Regions from separate parts of the Sus scrofa genome. Here all the other regions are linked to region 1. The links are chromatin contacts, called in public HiChIP or PLAC-seq maps. All regions are on one chromosome and are shown on one strand. The core of a region is the stretch at or near the end of the contact, and the rest is flanking DNA. Distances in the headings are between cores, read along the strand shown. Region 1 has its middle 130 kb from the start of BCAS1. Region 2 overlaps LOC106506721 (a long non-coding RNA gene). Region 3 has its middle 64 kb from the start of ZNF217. Region 4 has its middle 100 kb from the start of ZNF217. Region 5 overlaps LOC100513893 (a long non-coding RNA gene).

The links. HiChIP or PLAC-seq counts read pairs in DNA pulled down with a chosen protein or histone mark.
Region 2: a contact with region 1 is called in an H3K27ac HiChIP or PLAC-seq map of alveolar macrophages. The contact joins two enhancer-like sites. A contact is called at or near these places in 4 of 5 promoter capture datasets (fetal liver, fetal skeletal muscle, liver and 1 more), 3 of 47 Hi-C or Micro-C datasets (embryonic fibroblasts, liver and skeletal muscle) and 2 of 2 datasets of contacts at active chromatin or transcription factors (alveolar macrophages and skeletal muscle).
Region 3: an H3K27ac HiChIP or PLAC-seq map of alveolar macrophages shows a contact between it and region 1. The contact joins two enhancer-like sites. A contact is called at or near these places in 4 of 47 Hi-C or Micro-C datasets (liver, mesenteric adipose tissue and skeletal muscle) and 2 of 2 datasets of contacts at active chromatin or transcription factors (alveolar macrophages and skeletal muscle).
Region 4: a contact with region 1 is called in an H3K27ac HiChIP or PLAC-seq map of alveolar macrophages. The contact joins two enhancer-like sites. A contact is called at or near these places in 4 of 47 Hi-C or Micro-C datasets (epiblast stem cells, heart right ventricle, retroperitoneal adipose tissue and 1 more) and 2 of 2 datasets of contacts at active chromatin or transcription factors (alveolar macrophages and skeletal muscle).
Region 5: an H3K27ac HiChIP or PLAC-seq map of alveolar macrophages shows a contact between it and region 1. The contact joins two enhancer-like sites. A contact is called at or near these places in 4 of 47 Hi-C or Micro-C datasets (brain, embryonic fibroblasts, epiblast stem cells and 1 more) and 2 of 2 datasets of contacts at active chromatin or transcription factors (alveolar macrophages and skeletal muscle).

The regions. Positions count from the first base shown.
Region 1 is chr17:54,894,791-54,897,441 of Sscrofa11.1, reverse strand. No RefSeq gene overlaps it. Among named protein-coding and RNA genes, the nearest start is that of BCAS1, 130 kb to the left of the region's middle. Within about 2 kb of position 1,356, at least 59 of the 83 cell types and tissues checked have an H3K27ac peak or open chromatin away from gene starts, as enhancers often do. A contact at or near this core is called in alveolar macrophages, brain, epiblast stem cells and 6 more, where this site is marked.
Region 2 is chr17:54,656,757-54,659,407 of Sscrofa11.1, reverse strand. It overlaps LOC106506721 (a long non-coding RNA gene), which reads left to right. Exons shown (of 4, transcript XR_001302218.2): 3 at 208-305; 4 at 2,138-2,651. Among named protein-coding and RNA genes, the nearest start is that of ZNF217, 26 kb to the right of the region's middle. Within about 2 kb of position 1,292, at least 38 of the 83 cell types and tissues checked have an H3K27ac peak or open chromatin away from gene starts, as enhancers often do. A contact at or near this core is called in alveolar macrophages, fetal liver and liver, where this site is marked.
Region 3 is chr17:54,694,191-54,696,841 of Sscrofa11.1, reverse strand. No RefSeq gene overlaps it. Among named protein-coding and RNA genes, the nearest start is that of ZNF217, 64 kb to the right of the region's middle. Within about 2 kb of position 1,346, at least 50 of the 83 cell types and tissues checked have an H3K27ac peak or open chromatin away from gene starts, as enhancers often do. A contact at or near this core is called in alveolar macrophages, liver, mesenteric adipose tissue and 1 more, where this site is marked.
Region 4 is chr17:54,733,689-54,736,339 of Sscrofa11.1, reverse strand. It overlaps the pseudogene LOC110257394. Among named protein-coding and RNA genes, the nearest start is that of ZNF217, 100 kb to the right of the region's middle. Within about 2 kb of position 1,354, at least 20 of the 83 cell types and tissues checked have an H3K27ac peak or open chromatin away from gene starts, as enhancers often do. A contact at or near this core is called in alveolar macrophages, retroperitoneal adipose tissue and subcutaneous adipose tissue, where this site is marked.
Region 5 is chr17:54,752,260-54,754,910 of Sscrofa11.1, reverse strand. LOC100513893 (a long non-coding RNA gene) reads left to right here. Exons shown (of 2, transcript XR_002339964.1): 2 at 672-1,130. Among named protein-coding and RNA genes, the nearest start is that of ZNF217, 120 kb to the right of the region's middle. Within about 2 kb of position 1,325, at least 35 of the 83 cell types and tissues checked have an H3K27ac peak or open chromatin away from gene starts, as enhancers often do. A contact at or near this core is called in alveolar macrophages, brain, epiblast stem cells and 2 more, where this site is marked.

The DNA of each region.
Region 1 (2,651 bases), core at 107-2,606:
ATCAGCAAGTCTTCTGCCTGGGGCCTTAGCTGCTGTCACCCAGGGTTCTGGTCTTCTGCTATGAATAATATGACCGGAGTTCTGCTGTCTAATATACTAGCCACTAGACATATGCAACTATTTAAATTTAAATTAATCCAAATTAAATGAAGCTACAAATTCATCTTCTGAGTTGCACTGGCCACCTCTCAAATGCTCAATAGCTACCTGGGGCTGGTGTTACCAGCTTGGACAGCACAGATCTAGAACATATTAGTCACTGGAGAAAGTTCTTTTTGAACAGGTCTGTGCTAAGTCAGACTTGCCTGGGACATGCTAGGATTACACCTACTGACCTGGTATAATCATTAACAGCAGCTTCTTTTACTCTCAAGGTGTCCTGGTTGAGAAATGATCATTTAAAGACTGGGGAGTTGCCGTTGTGGCTCAGTGGGTTAAGAACCTGACATAGTGTCTGTGAGGATGAGGGTTGAAACCCTGGCCTCATCAGTGGGTTAAGGATTCCATGTTGCCCCAGGGGGTCGCAAATGCAGCTTGGATCTGGCTTGGCTGTGTCTGTGGTGCAGACCGGTAGCTGCAGTTCTGATTCGACCACTAGTGGGGGAACTTCCATATACCAGGTGCGGACGTAAAAACAACAATAATTTAAGACTGGAAATGAACCTGGCCACCATGTCCTCGCAGCACCCCCCTCTCTCCTGGCCCCCAGCTAGTCTTTGCCAGGATTTCCCTGAAATCCTAAACCCTTTGCTTTGATGAGAAAGGGCAGTGTCAGCAAGCCCCCTGCCTTTTTTCCTCATTCTCTCCCACCGGTCAAATTCAACAGGAGAGAAAAAAACTTATTACTAGAAGAGAAAAAAAAAAAAAATCCCAGTGAAGAAATTGTCAGTTCTCCCAAAGTGAATGATTAACTTGTAAGCAGTTTCAGTTTTGTTTTTTAGTTCCCCTTGTCTGAAAGAGCTCGGTTTGGCCCCATTTGCCCTGAGTGATGCCAGCGGGGCGCACAGGAAGGGGCGGCAGGCCCCGCCCACCACGGCCCCAGGCTCCGCCTCTATTCCAGGGACCTCCTGGCACCCGCTGCCCGACCAGCAGCTGCCTTTGCTCCTGGCTTTGGCCCCTACTTAGCTCGCCCAGCAGAGGGCACCTGAGTTTAATATTCTTGGCAAAGAATATTTACACAATCATTAGGGATTTTTTTTTTCTTCCAGTGTTACTTTTTTGGTGAGCAGCAATCCAAGGTGCCAGATAATATAGGTCACTTTAAGGACATGTCATCAAAACGTGGAGATTAGAGCCGTTCAGGCCAGCAGGCGGCTCCTTAGGGAACTGCACACTTGCTCCCCCCGCGGGCTCGGCACCCAGGCAGCCGCCAGTGTAAACACCGCAGACACCATTTTGCAGAACTAAGGAAGGAGGGCTATACCGCGTTCCATGCAACCCGAGCCGCTCCAAGAGCCGGGTCTGGGGCGGGGAGGGGGGGCTAGAGGGCCGCCCCCAGGAGCCCTCGCCCCACGCCAGCCTCTCTCTTGGTGGAGGTCTTGAAACAGCCGCGCATCTCACACCCCTGCCAGGGGACACATGGCGGGGCTGGAAGCAGAGGCGGCTCGGATACAACTTGCGTGGCTGCCTCTCTCTACACCAGCGGTCGACGTTCAACATCTTTCTGTCCATCTGTCTACCATCTAGCATCTCCTTCAATCTCTTTCTTTTTCTCAATTACCCGCCCCCCCCCCGTTTCCCTCTCCCCCCCACTCCCTCCTGCCCAATCTCTCCGTTTCATTCTCTCCCTCCTTCCCCCTCCTTCTCTCTCCCTCCTCCCCCCTCCTTCTCTCTCCCTCCTCCCCCCTCCTTCTCTCTCCCTCCTCCCCCCTCCTTCTCTCTCCCTCCTCTCCCCTCCTTCTCTCTCCCTCCTCCCCCCTCCTTCTCTCTCCCTCCTCCCCCCTCCTTCTCTCTCCTCCTCCCCCCCTCCTTCTCTCTCCTCCTCCTTCTCTGGCACATTTTCCGCAGGATCTTCCCTTCCCCCTACGGAAGGGGGCTGAGGTCCGGCTGATGCGATGCCTGCTCCATGTTACTAATTCATTACTGAGCCTAGTTGGTGATTTGTTTTTCTGTATCTAAGGGCCGAGGTGCTGAGCCAAGTTTGGGTTTGGGTTATTTTGTTTGTTGTGTTTTGGTGCCTTGAACACATGCGTGAGGTGAAAAAGCTCCTTTCTAAAGGCGCGGGGCAGTGCGTGTGGGGGGGGGGAGTTCACTGCTCTTTTTAAGATTTCCAGAAATTTTGCCGAAGGGGCTTCTCAGTGGCAACCTCCCAGCACTGCTCCTTTGCACCTTTTGGGAAGAAAACAGACACACGCCTGGTTTTCTGGGCTCCAGGGACAGGTCGCCGGCATCCTCGGGTTCCTTTTCTGTAGCAGTCACTTCTTCCATGGGAATAAGGAGAACGATGCAGGTAAAGGGCTTAGGGAAGGCACACGGTATGAATTCAGTGAACACCAGTGAGAACTAGTTCATTACTTCTTTGCCACTAGCTCCCTCCAGGAGGCTAGCGCTGGGCTCCTGAGCACAGATGCTTGGTGGCGGGAGCTTTGTATCACCTGAACCCTGGAATCCTGGGAGAGGTGTGGCCCCACTTCACCTGTGACTTCCTCTCT
Region 2 (2,651 bases), core at 43-2,542, 240 kb after region 1:
TTTTTAAAAATAATTTTTCCCTCGGTAACCAAAAAAAAAAAATCATTGTAAACAAATGTGAAAAATAAATACACATACACAGAGAAAAATAAAAAGTACTGATGATTATTCGTAACATTTTAGTAGACAAGAAAGGGGTTTGTTTTGTTTTGTTTAAGAAAAATCCTTCACGCAGTGCAGAATCTGGGATTTTTTTTTTTTTTTTAGGTGTCGGGATAAACTAAGACAAAAATACATTCAAGGAGAAAACAGAGGAAGTCATTCTACTTGAATGGCAGAATCGAAACTGCTTCCTCCTCAAACAGGTACATCCTCTGTGGTGAAAAAGGACCAGGATCTTCAAGGGAAGGGGTAGAAACAAGACTCGTGTATTCCTTGGGAGTTCCAGGGCTTGGAAAGCCCGGGCTTGCCGTAAAAGCAACAGGCATAGGAGCTTACAGAGTCTGGATGTACAGAAGGGGACATCAAGACTCAGGTTACAAGGCACCAGGCATCCCAGGGACAGGCCAGCACTCTCAGCCAGAAGTCCTGGATTTAACTTTGAGCTCTGTAATGGACTAACGTTGTGACCTTGGAAAGGTCAAGGTCTCTCTGAGCCAGCGTTTCCTAATCTTTGAAATGGGACAACACACTTCCCCTTTCTACCTTGCAGAGTCATATGAAGATAATCTATCTGTGAAATCCTTTTAGTGGCACAATGCAGACATTCTGTTAAAGAGGCACCATTCCAAGCTCTTCTGTATTGTTTGGATGAAAACATGATTTCCTTGTCTACATTATTTATCTACATGGACTTACTGGTGTTTGCAAAGATGAAATAAGCTGCTTCCACGGAGCCTGTTCAGAAACTTGGGTTGGTTCAATTCTTTGCAGATGTATCTCAAGTCATGTTTTTAAAAATTCGTCCCTAGAAATACTCTTCCTCAGCTGTCCCGAGGTTAAAACCACCTCCCTCACTGTTTATTCCCGACTCCTCGAACATGGGCTGACTGTTTTTGGACAGGGTTTAATGGCCTAAGCTTAAGCCCTCTTGATAAATGGATCGAGAGGTCCGTGTTTCCTCGCCAAACACATTTTCATCTGGACTCCATCTCTGCCCAAATTCTGTAGGGCTCTGGCCATAAATATGTAACGCCTCTTAGGAACATGGACCTGCCTATCTGTGGGCCCACGCCCCTCTGCTGTTCCATATGAAACTTGGAGGCAGGCCAGGGTATGGCCAAGTAACTACCGTGTCTAGTTCATCACAGGCCCTCCAGAGCAGGGGCCACAGAGGCCCCTCCTCTCTGGACCAGGGTGCTTGGGTGGGACTGTGATCCCCTGGGGCAGCGGGAGCCTTTGTGAAATTGCCGCAGTATGGACAAATTTGGTGCCGGCTTCCTGGATTTAGGCCACGGTTACTGGTTGGCTTTTCTGAGCCTGTTTTTGGCACAGGTAGGAAAGGAGGAGAAAAAAAAAAATGGTGTAAGCGTGTTTCGAAATCTTAGATCATTTCATGAATGACTCAGTGTTTCCTTTTGGAAAAGTGCAATAATTGGCTTTCATGAATAACTTAGCTTTGGGAAAAAAAAAAAGGTTCTAAATATTGAGGAGTCTTTTGTGCTATCTGAACACAGCCATCCTTCCATCTTCGTTTTTATAGCTTCCAGAGGAATTTCATTCACTTGATAACGTGAACTTGTTGAAAAACAAACTGTCACATACTTCCTCCTTCAGGCTTCCTGTTCTTTCTGAGAAAAGAATTGAGGTTGCCTTTTCTTTCTCTCTTTCTTTCCTTTTTTTTTTTTTTTTTTTCCATTTAAAAATGTAAAATAGAATGTATCAAATGAACTTGTGCAGTAAAGCTGACAGTGTTATGTGTCAATTACATCCCAATCGAGCTGGAGAAAATATTCAGAAGACAAAGCTATTACCCTTTATACGATGAGCTCTATTCAGACCAGAAGAGAAGAGCAAGTTCTTTCTCTCTTGACACCATTAAAATGTCATACAGTGTATATTTCTTTAGGGTACGAAGTAAATAACGAGGTATGTTTTCAAATATTATCCTTAATTCATTTAGGCCCAGTTCCGTTTTAGAATTAAACAAACAAACCAAAACCAGCAGCCTCTCTCTCTTCTGTCTCTCTCTGCACAGAGAAAATCCTGAAGTTTGAAGGCAGAAGATACCCATTCCTCCGGCATTAGCACTGTTACATCCAGCTTCAGAATATAAACCCAGACGAGGTCTCAAATGACTCATTACTGGAATAAATGTTTCTCATGTTAAAGGTATGCAAATAGAGCTTAATCGGTGAAGGAAGACTCTGCAATTCAATAAATAAGGTGGAGAATGTTACTGTGGTTACTGGGGACTCTATTTGCATACAGGCTTATCTTGTTTTTAAAGCAGTAAGGAAAAGAAAGGAGGGAGAGGAAAATCCCAACTTTCACCACATGTTCTCAAAATACAGTCTTATAATAAGGCAACCCCAGTTCAGGCCCTGTTCACAAGCCAAAAAAAAAATGCTTAGTGCGGAAGAATCCAAAACACATTAGAATCATTTTCTAGACTATAGAAAGCAAACGAGGCACTAGCCTCAGGTCATCTTACTGAGAAAATTACACAATCAGACTTTTTGTCACTCACGTCTGGTGGGTTAGACCAGGAC
Region 3 (2,651 bases), core at 97-2,596, 200 kb after region 1:
ATCTGATCCCTGGCCCCGGGAACTCCATGTGCTGCGGGGCAGCCAACAATAAAAAGCTCCTCGGTGGCTCAGTGGGTTAAGGATCTGGCATTAGCGTTGTCGCTGTAGCAGCTCAGGTTGCTGCTGTGGCGTGGGTTCAGTCCCTGGCCTGGGAACTTCCACGTGCTGCAGTTGTGGCCAAAAAAAAAAAAGTCTCTTCATGCCTATTGAAATCTTTTCCCTTTTCAAAATCTTTTGAATAAAATGCTTCTTTACTGTGAATTCCATTCTACTGATTTGTTTTAAGAAAATACCTCTCCTAAAGAAAGAAAAAGCCATCTTTGATCTGACTTAACAAAAAGATCTAATCAAACAATAAAATCTGTGAGAAAAAGGAGAAAAAAGCAGCAAGCTTCTTTGAGCCACATCAAATATATGAAAGAGAAAATACTTCATTTAAATGCTGAAAAAAAAAAAAACAGCTTGAAATGCAATAACCTCTGCAGAGTAACTGAAACCACATGTTGATCTGACAAGAGTTTCTAAGACACAATTAAAGGTCATTTCGTGTACAAACATCTCATTCCTCATTGAGAGGCTTGAATTGTTGTCACCATTTTTGGCCACTGTGGGGCAGGTGCTGCAGCCTGGCGTCATCCACAGTGATGCTCCAGATGGGATTAAGGTAACGCTGCACACACCGGAAGCTTGAAATCGAACCCCCCAGGAAATATACTACCTTGGATTCCCGCTATTCCGCCTTGACGTCCCAGGCAACGAGGACTAAATACCTTATAGAAGCCTTGCTAATTCAAAGCCTGTAGCCCTCCCATGGACGTGGTTGTACTCAAGTCTAAAAATAGGCTTCCTTTCTGCATTGCCTGCCTCCACCTGCATGGGGCCCTCGGGGTCCAAAGAAAGCCGTTTTGTGTGCCTCACCTGGGAGCAAAGGTGTGCCAGCCACAGACTGGCATTTGGAAATGTCTTCCCGCAGCTGGGAAGTTTCCGTCTGAGAGTCTGCACCGGGGGGGGGGGGGGGGGTCTTTGGAAAGCGACTTTTTAAACTGCTCTCGGCCCCGGGGGCTGCCCCCTTTCACCCCCTCCCTTTAAGAAAGGATGTGCTGGGGAAGGACTTCAAAGTCCTCCTTTCAAAAGGGAAATCGCATCTAGAAAGCTTTTCTCAGAAGGAGAAAGAGACAAATTATTTGATTTGAAAGAGAAGTAAATCTTAGGAACAAAATGAGGGAGGATCAAAGAATTGGTTCGCCGTGAACTGAAGAAGTGACCCTTTCCGGGGGGACGTGCCTTTACCCTTTCTGATCCAGGCAAAGTGTGTTGGAGGCAGGACGTTTACGCGAGAATCAAAATAAAGAAGTGAGTCTGCGTTCCAGAAAATCACGTGACCTCTCCCTTTCTTTTTCTCTCCCCCCCCCCCACTCCTCCCTCTTTCTTTGCACCTCCTTCCCTCCCTCCCTCTCTCTCTCACCAACTTTAAAAGATGTGCTGGTTTTCCACACTTTGGGGAAATCCATGGGGAGGGAGAGACAAAAAATGAGAACCAGGCGACCTAAGAAAGCAGCCCGAGTCCCCCCCCCCCACACACACACACACCGCCCCACCCCTTTCTTCCTGCCCCGCATCTGCCCCCCTTTCCCCTGCCCAGCTCACCCCTCTCCCTGCTTCTTGCTCTTTGGACCTGGCAGGTGAGCCCAGCAGGCAGTAGATAAGTTGGGGAAACTTGGGGTGTTTTTTTTGTATTTTTAATTTTTCGAGTAAAATCTGAATACAGTCTGGTTGAAAAGTGGAAAAACTCGAAGCAAAACAAAATTAAAAAAAAAAAAAAAAAACACATTTTTCTTAGGGGTGAAATCATGTGTGAGGTGCCTCTTCCAGTTCTAGCTTCCTGGTCTCCATCCCCCCTCAGCAAGGGCTCTTCTCAATGAACTGTGTCCCTCCCAGACCACAGAGGTATGGATATATCTGTAAATCGAAATAGAAGGAAGGACTCCGTGAACTCAAAAGCAGACAATTGTGACCAAAAAAAAAAAAAAAAAAACCAACAATTTGCAGAGTCCCATAAAATTAAGACAGATCATTGTTCACAGGTATGAGTAAGAAAAACAAGAGGGAACACACATACAAACATTAAGAATAAAAACACGGAGTTTCCTGGTGGCCCAGCAGTTCAGGATTCAGTGTTGTCTCCGCCATGGTGGGTTCGATCCCTGGCCCTGGAACTTCTGTATGTTGCGGGTGCTGCCAAAAAATGTAAGAAAAAAAATAATTTTTAAAATTAAAACAGATATAATTCCAGGTAGAGAACAGACGTTTTCAATTTTTTGGTACTATTATCATTTGGCTTGAAAACTCTACTTTTGTCTAGGGAAAAAAAATGAATTGCCAAAATTAGCCTAATCAGGTGTTCTATTTACACCTGGAAGTATTCCTTTTCCTCACCTGTTGGGTCAATGCAATATTTGTTAAATATGTTGTAGAAACTGTGGCGGAGCTCGCTTTCTTTTATCACGGAATTATTCTATTCTCAGGAAACAGGATGGGTTCAAGTGTGTAAAATTTTTTTTTCTTTGCCTTTTAGGGCTGCACCCTTGGCATGTGGAGGTTCCCAGGCTAGGGGTCTAATCGGATCTACACATGCCTGCGGTGTACACCAC
Region 4 (2,651 bases), core at 105-2,604, 160 kb after region 1:
GCGGGAGGGGAAGGCAGCTCTGGAGTCGCTGTGAGCTGGTGGCATTCCAAACGCGTCACCCACCCCGGGTCCAAATTCCCCATCATTCCCGTGTGAGCCCTGGGAGGCACCTGCACAGCCCGCAGGGAAGAGCACAGTGGTCCTGCTGGGGAGCCCTGGCTCCCCCACACCCCTGGGCCGTGGGGGGACTCCACCTCCTTGTTCTTTTGACTTGCATTGGGGTGGAGGGTTAATGAGGCCCCAGGGCAGTGCCCCCTGTGACGCTTACTCTTTCCCCCGTGCCTACAGCACAGTGGGTAAATGGCTGGGGAATGGGCAAATGACATGAGCAAATCACAGCTGAACCTGATAGGCTTGAGTGGGTTAACAAGCAGGGGCCTCAGGAAGGCAGGGAGAGGTGAGCATCTTGGTTTAGGGGAGAGACAGTGCAGGAGTCCTGGCCTGGGCTTTAGTTCCTCTAAGGAACGTTTGCGGCCATCCAGGCCCATGGCCAGGCAGTTTCTCATCCTCAGCCCTGTTGGCACTGGGGGCTGGACCATTCTCTGTGGAGGGGGACCGTCCTGTGCACTGGAGGATGCTCAGCAGCATCCCTGGCCTCTACCCACTGGATGCCAGAAGTGTTGGAACAACCAAAATGTCTCCAGATGTCACCAAGGGTCCCTGGGGACAAAATCCCCTGCTGAGAACCAGGTAAGCTGCCCCTCTCATTCTCCCATCTCTGAGATGCTGGAGGTCTTGGCTTCCAGTGTTTCTGAGAGGATCTGGGACTTCTTGCAGCCTCCATGCTGAGACTGTCAGAGCAAAGGTGGGAACCCAGCCACCTGGCTTGACCTGGAGACCCACGCCTTCTGGGGGAGAAGTGGTTGTTAATCCAGCTGCTTTATTCTAGAAATGAGGACCCCAAAGCCCAGAAGCGTTCAGGGACTAGTCCAAGATACGATAGCAAGTTGGGGAATGGGTAGATGGTTTGTTTCTAATCTGCATAAACTAGTAGGAATGCTGACAAATAATACACTTGGAGTTGGCACTGGGCATTCGTTTTGTCCCCTTTGACCTCAGTCAGAATGAGTGGCTGAGTGACGTGCCCTGGGGTCACTTCCCAGTTCCAGCCTGCTCCCTGGGGCTCTCTGCTTAGCTCAGTGCCAGCAGGGTTGTCCCTCGGCTGGCCGCTGCCCATCTGGACATAAGGAACCGGAAGGTCTTTGTGAAACCTCAGGAACAGGAAAGAAAGAGAGAAAGAGGGAAGAAAAAGTTCTCCAGATGAGCACGTGGGGCATGAAGCAGGCAGCAGCTGAGCCTCCAGACTCCATGATCTAGAGCAAGGGATGAGGTCACTTTGTTTTGAAATAAGACTGAGGCGTGTCCTGTGCTGTCCTTGCCGAAGCCTCACTCGCCTTAAAGGTGAGTCAGAGCTGGCTCTGGACCTTGGGGATCAAGGTCATGTGTCAGACCAAATCCTGGGAGGGGCAGGAGAGAGTCAGTGATTCTCCACCTGGACATTTGAGATGCCCAAGGACTCAAGAGCTTGGCTCACACTTCTGGCTGCAGATGTGATGGCACAGGGGTTTTTATCCAGTCGATCTGGGGCAAAGTTGGCGGCTTTTCCTACCTGCCCTACAGACGTGCTGCTTAAACTAGGTCGTGCCCCTGGCGGTGGTCCAAGTGGAGTAGGTGGTAGACAGGCAGAGGGAAGGCTGCCAGGGGTCATTTGAACACTCAGCACGTTGAGCACCGACTATATGCCGGGCATGCTCTTAAGAGCTGGCATAGAGCCAAGGCCAATCCCTACAGTCCTGGAATTCGTATGTACTGCCTGGAGGCAGGTAATAAACAGATCTCCATCTAAGGTATAAGGTGATGATAATTCACGAGAAAAATACAGCTGAGTGGATGGCTATAGGGAAAGAGCTGGGGCCTCTCTTAGATGGAGGGTATGGGGAAGGACTGTTGGAGGAAGGAGGTTTGGAGCTGTTCTAGAACATGTGCCATCAGTGTTCAGGGTGAAAATGGAGCCCAGGACTGGGAGACACACTTGAAAGGGGCAGTGGATGCTTCTACACCAGTGCTTAGGGCAGTGCTCTTCGTAAGAGCCGAAAGGTAGAAGCAACCCACGCCCAGCCACGGTTGGACAGATGAGTAAAAGGTGGGCTACTAGCCTTAAAGAGGAATGACATTCGGGAGTGCCCCTGGCGACACCGGGGGTTAAGGCTCTGGTGCTGTCACGGCTGTGGCTTGGGTTCCATCCCTGGCTCCGGAAGCTTTCACATGCTCTGGGCATGGCCATAAATAAATAAATAATAAATGCTCTTTTTGTTAATGACTGAAATTCAGACACATGCAACAGCATGGATGAACTTCGAAGACGGGAGAAATAAGCCAGATACAAAAGGACAAATAATGTGTGATGCCACTTACAGGAGAGACCAAAAGCAGTCGAATTCATAGAGACAGAAAGTAGAATGGCAGTTGCAGGAGCTGAGGATGGCAGGGGTGGGGGGGTGGAGAACGAGAAGGTGCTGGTGAATGGGTACAGCGTTTCCGTTTGGGGTGCTGAAAAGCTTTGGAGATGGCTGATGATTGTGGCTGTACAGCAGCGTGAATGCACTTACTGTCACCGAACTGTACACTTGCAGTGGCTCACACGGTAAGCT
Region 5 (2,651 bases), core at 76-2,575, 140 kb after region 1:
TTAGGAGGTGTCACACTCGACTGCAGGTAGCCTCCGGAAAAGGTTTCCCTTGTCCAGCGAGTTTAGCTTGGTCCGAACTTAGCTTTTGGCTAAAAATGCCTTTTCTCTCTTTCCTAAGCAATTCCATTTAAGGTAGGTCCAGGAAGAAAAAAAAAAAAAGAGAGAGAGAGAGAAGTGCAGAGGTAGACAGGTGACCCAGATAGATGGGTCTCCTGGGGAAGAGCCATAACTCTGCCCCCCCCAACATTTCCTGCCCCCCCACCCCCACCCCCCAAGTGCTCCTCCTGCCCCAGTCTCAACTCCTTTTTGGAGGAAAGCTCAAGCATTCTGCCCAGAGGCTCAAGCTGGCCTGGAGTGAGCCCTTGAAAGCATATCCTGAAGCCCGTTCCTTTGAATCCAGTGCTGCTTACGTGCGCACCGAGGCAAAACCAACCTTTACATATTCCATGAACCAGCACCACAGAGGAAACAGATCCTCTGGGATTTTATTTTCCTTTTTTCTTGGAGACATTTTTCTTACGTGTGGGCTTCCCACTTAAGTTTTTAGGATTTCTGGCGTGGGGTATTGGCTTTGTCTCTCATTTCTTTGCCCAGATTGTCAGGTGCCCGCGTATTATTTACACCTCCCATTCACTCTGGGCTCTAATCCTCCCTTTCTTATTTCTTCCTAGACCTGGCCTCCTTTTTCCTAACCAGCAGGCGAGCTCCCCAAGCCTCAAGATAAACAGCAAACAAGATTGTGAATTTCAATGACAAATGCAGCAGGCGACATATTTTCCAGCCCCACATGATTTTTAACTTGGGGATGGTTGGTAACTTCTTCGGTTTTCCTGCTCTGAACATCGATAGGCCCAGTTCCTCTTTCGATTTGGCCTCTTTGCGTCTCTTCCTGAATTAAATTTTTCAAGTCGCCGGCTTGTCACAGGACATGTGGCTCTGCCCAGCTCTGTAACGCACATTTCCTTTTTCCCAGGCGTCACAGAAATTTGCAGTACACACTGCAAAGACAAAGAACAAAAAGACCTCACGAGCTGAGCAAAAAGATTCAGTCATATCCATGATTTCACCAGGTTTCCAACTGGATAATGAAATCAGACTCCTCCCCTCCCCCGCGGGAGGAGGGGGTCCCACGCCACCCACTTACTGAACGTAAAATCTCACCCACGTCTTCCCAAGGACACACTTTGTTCTAAATCCCCAATGCTGGCACAGCCCTTTTGCGAAGGAGAGAAGGAAGCTGCCCCTAAGTTGTAAGAGTGAGCTGCAATCTTTCTCTGAGCCCAAGATAAAAGGAGCAAACAGGAGGGAATTAGTCAGTATGAAGCATGCATTTCTAACAGCAGACGTAGGATGCTGTGCAAAGAGCTTGGCGTGACTGACTCCCGGGTTGGTGGGGGGACAGGATTTTTCTCTTTTCCATGAGCCTTTCACTCTCAAGCAGGAGGAATGATTAAAAACTTGTTCAGAATAGCTCTTTAATGGGTTAATAGTACTGTTTTAAGTCTTATTTTTTTTTTAAGCTAGTTGAATCAGTTCTCCAGATGAAAGCAATGTAGGGATAGGTGTGGAGTAAAGGAACTGCTTTTAGGAAGAGGTGAGGGGTTTGAGCAAAGAATCACAGGGTGTACCCCAGACTAGAGTATCCCATCTACCCAAAGCCTAGCAAAAAGGACAAGTGAAATGCCTAAGGAACATCCTTCAAAGAGATACTCTGTCACCATTTAAAATGTCAGGTTTTTTTTCTAACATGACCTGCTCTCTAAGAGATCTAAGTGAAAAATGGAAAGTGAAGCATGCTTGGTAAAAACAGAAAAGTGTGAGTGTTTGATATACACATATGCTGATCCATGCGGGGCCTGTTCCGGATGCACTGAACCCCAGCAGTCATCTTCTCTGGGGAGGGGGAGTCCCCCTTCTCCACAAGCCCTTTGATTTGAATTCTCTGCCTCCCCCCACCCCAGGAGGACGAAATTACCTCATTGTGCTCAAAAACTTATAGCTATTTTTCTTAATGTGTGCAGACATAGAAAATTGATGATACATATTTTAAGTAAAAAAAAAAGTTGGGAGTTCCTGGCGTGGCTCAGCGAAAGCGAATCAGACTAATATCCATGAGGATGCCGGCTCGAGCCCTGGTCTCGCTCAGTGGGCTAAGGGTCTGGTGTTGCCGTGAGCTGTGGTGTAGGTCGAAGACGCGGCTTGGATACCACGTTGCTGTGATGTAGGCCGGCAGCTACAGCTTTGATTCGACCCTAGCCTGGGAACTTCCATATACTGCGGATGCGGCCCTAAAAAGACAAAATAATTTGTACAGTAGTGTCTATAAATATGATTACACTGATATATATATATATATATATATATAGTCTTTTTAGGGCCAAACTGGCGACACAAGGAAGGTCCCAGGCTAAGGGTCAAATTGGAGCTACAGCTGCCAGCCTTCACCACAGCCACAGCAACTCTGGATCTGAGCCACAGCTCACGGCAATGCCGGATCCTTAATCCACTAGAGCCAGGCCAGGGCTCGAGCCTGCATCCTCATGAATGCTAGTCGGGTTCGTTACCACTGAGCCATAACGGGAACTCCACACTGGCACATTTAAAATAAAGACTGTGGAGTTCCCTGTCGTGCAGTGAGTTAAGGATCTGGC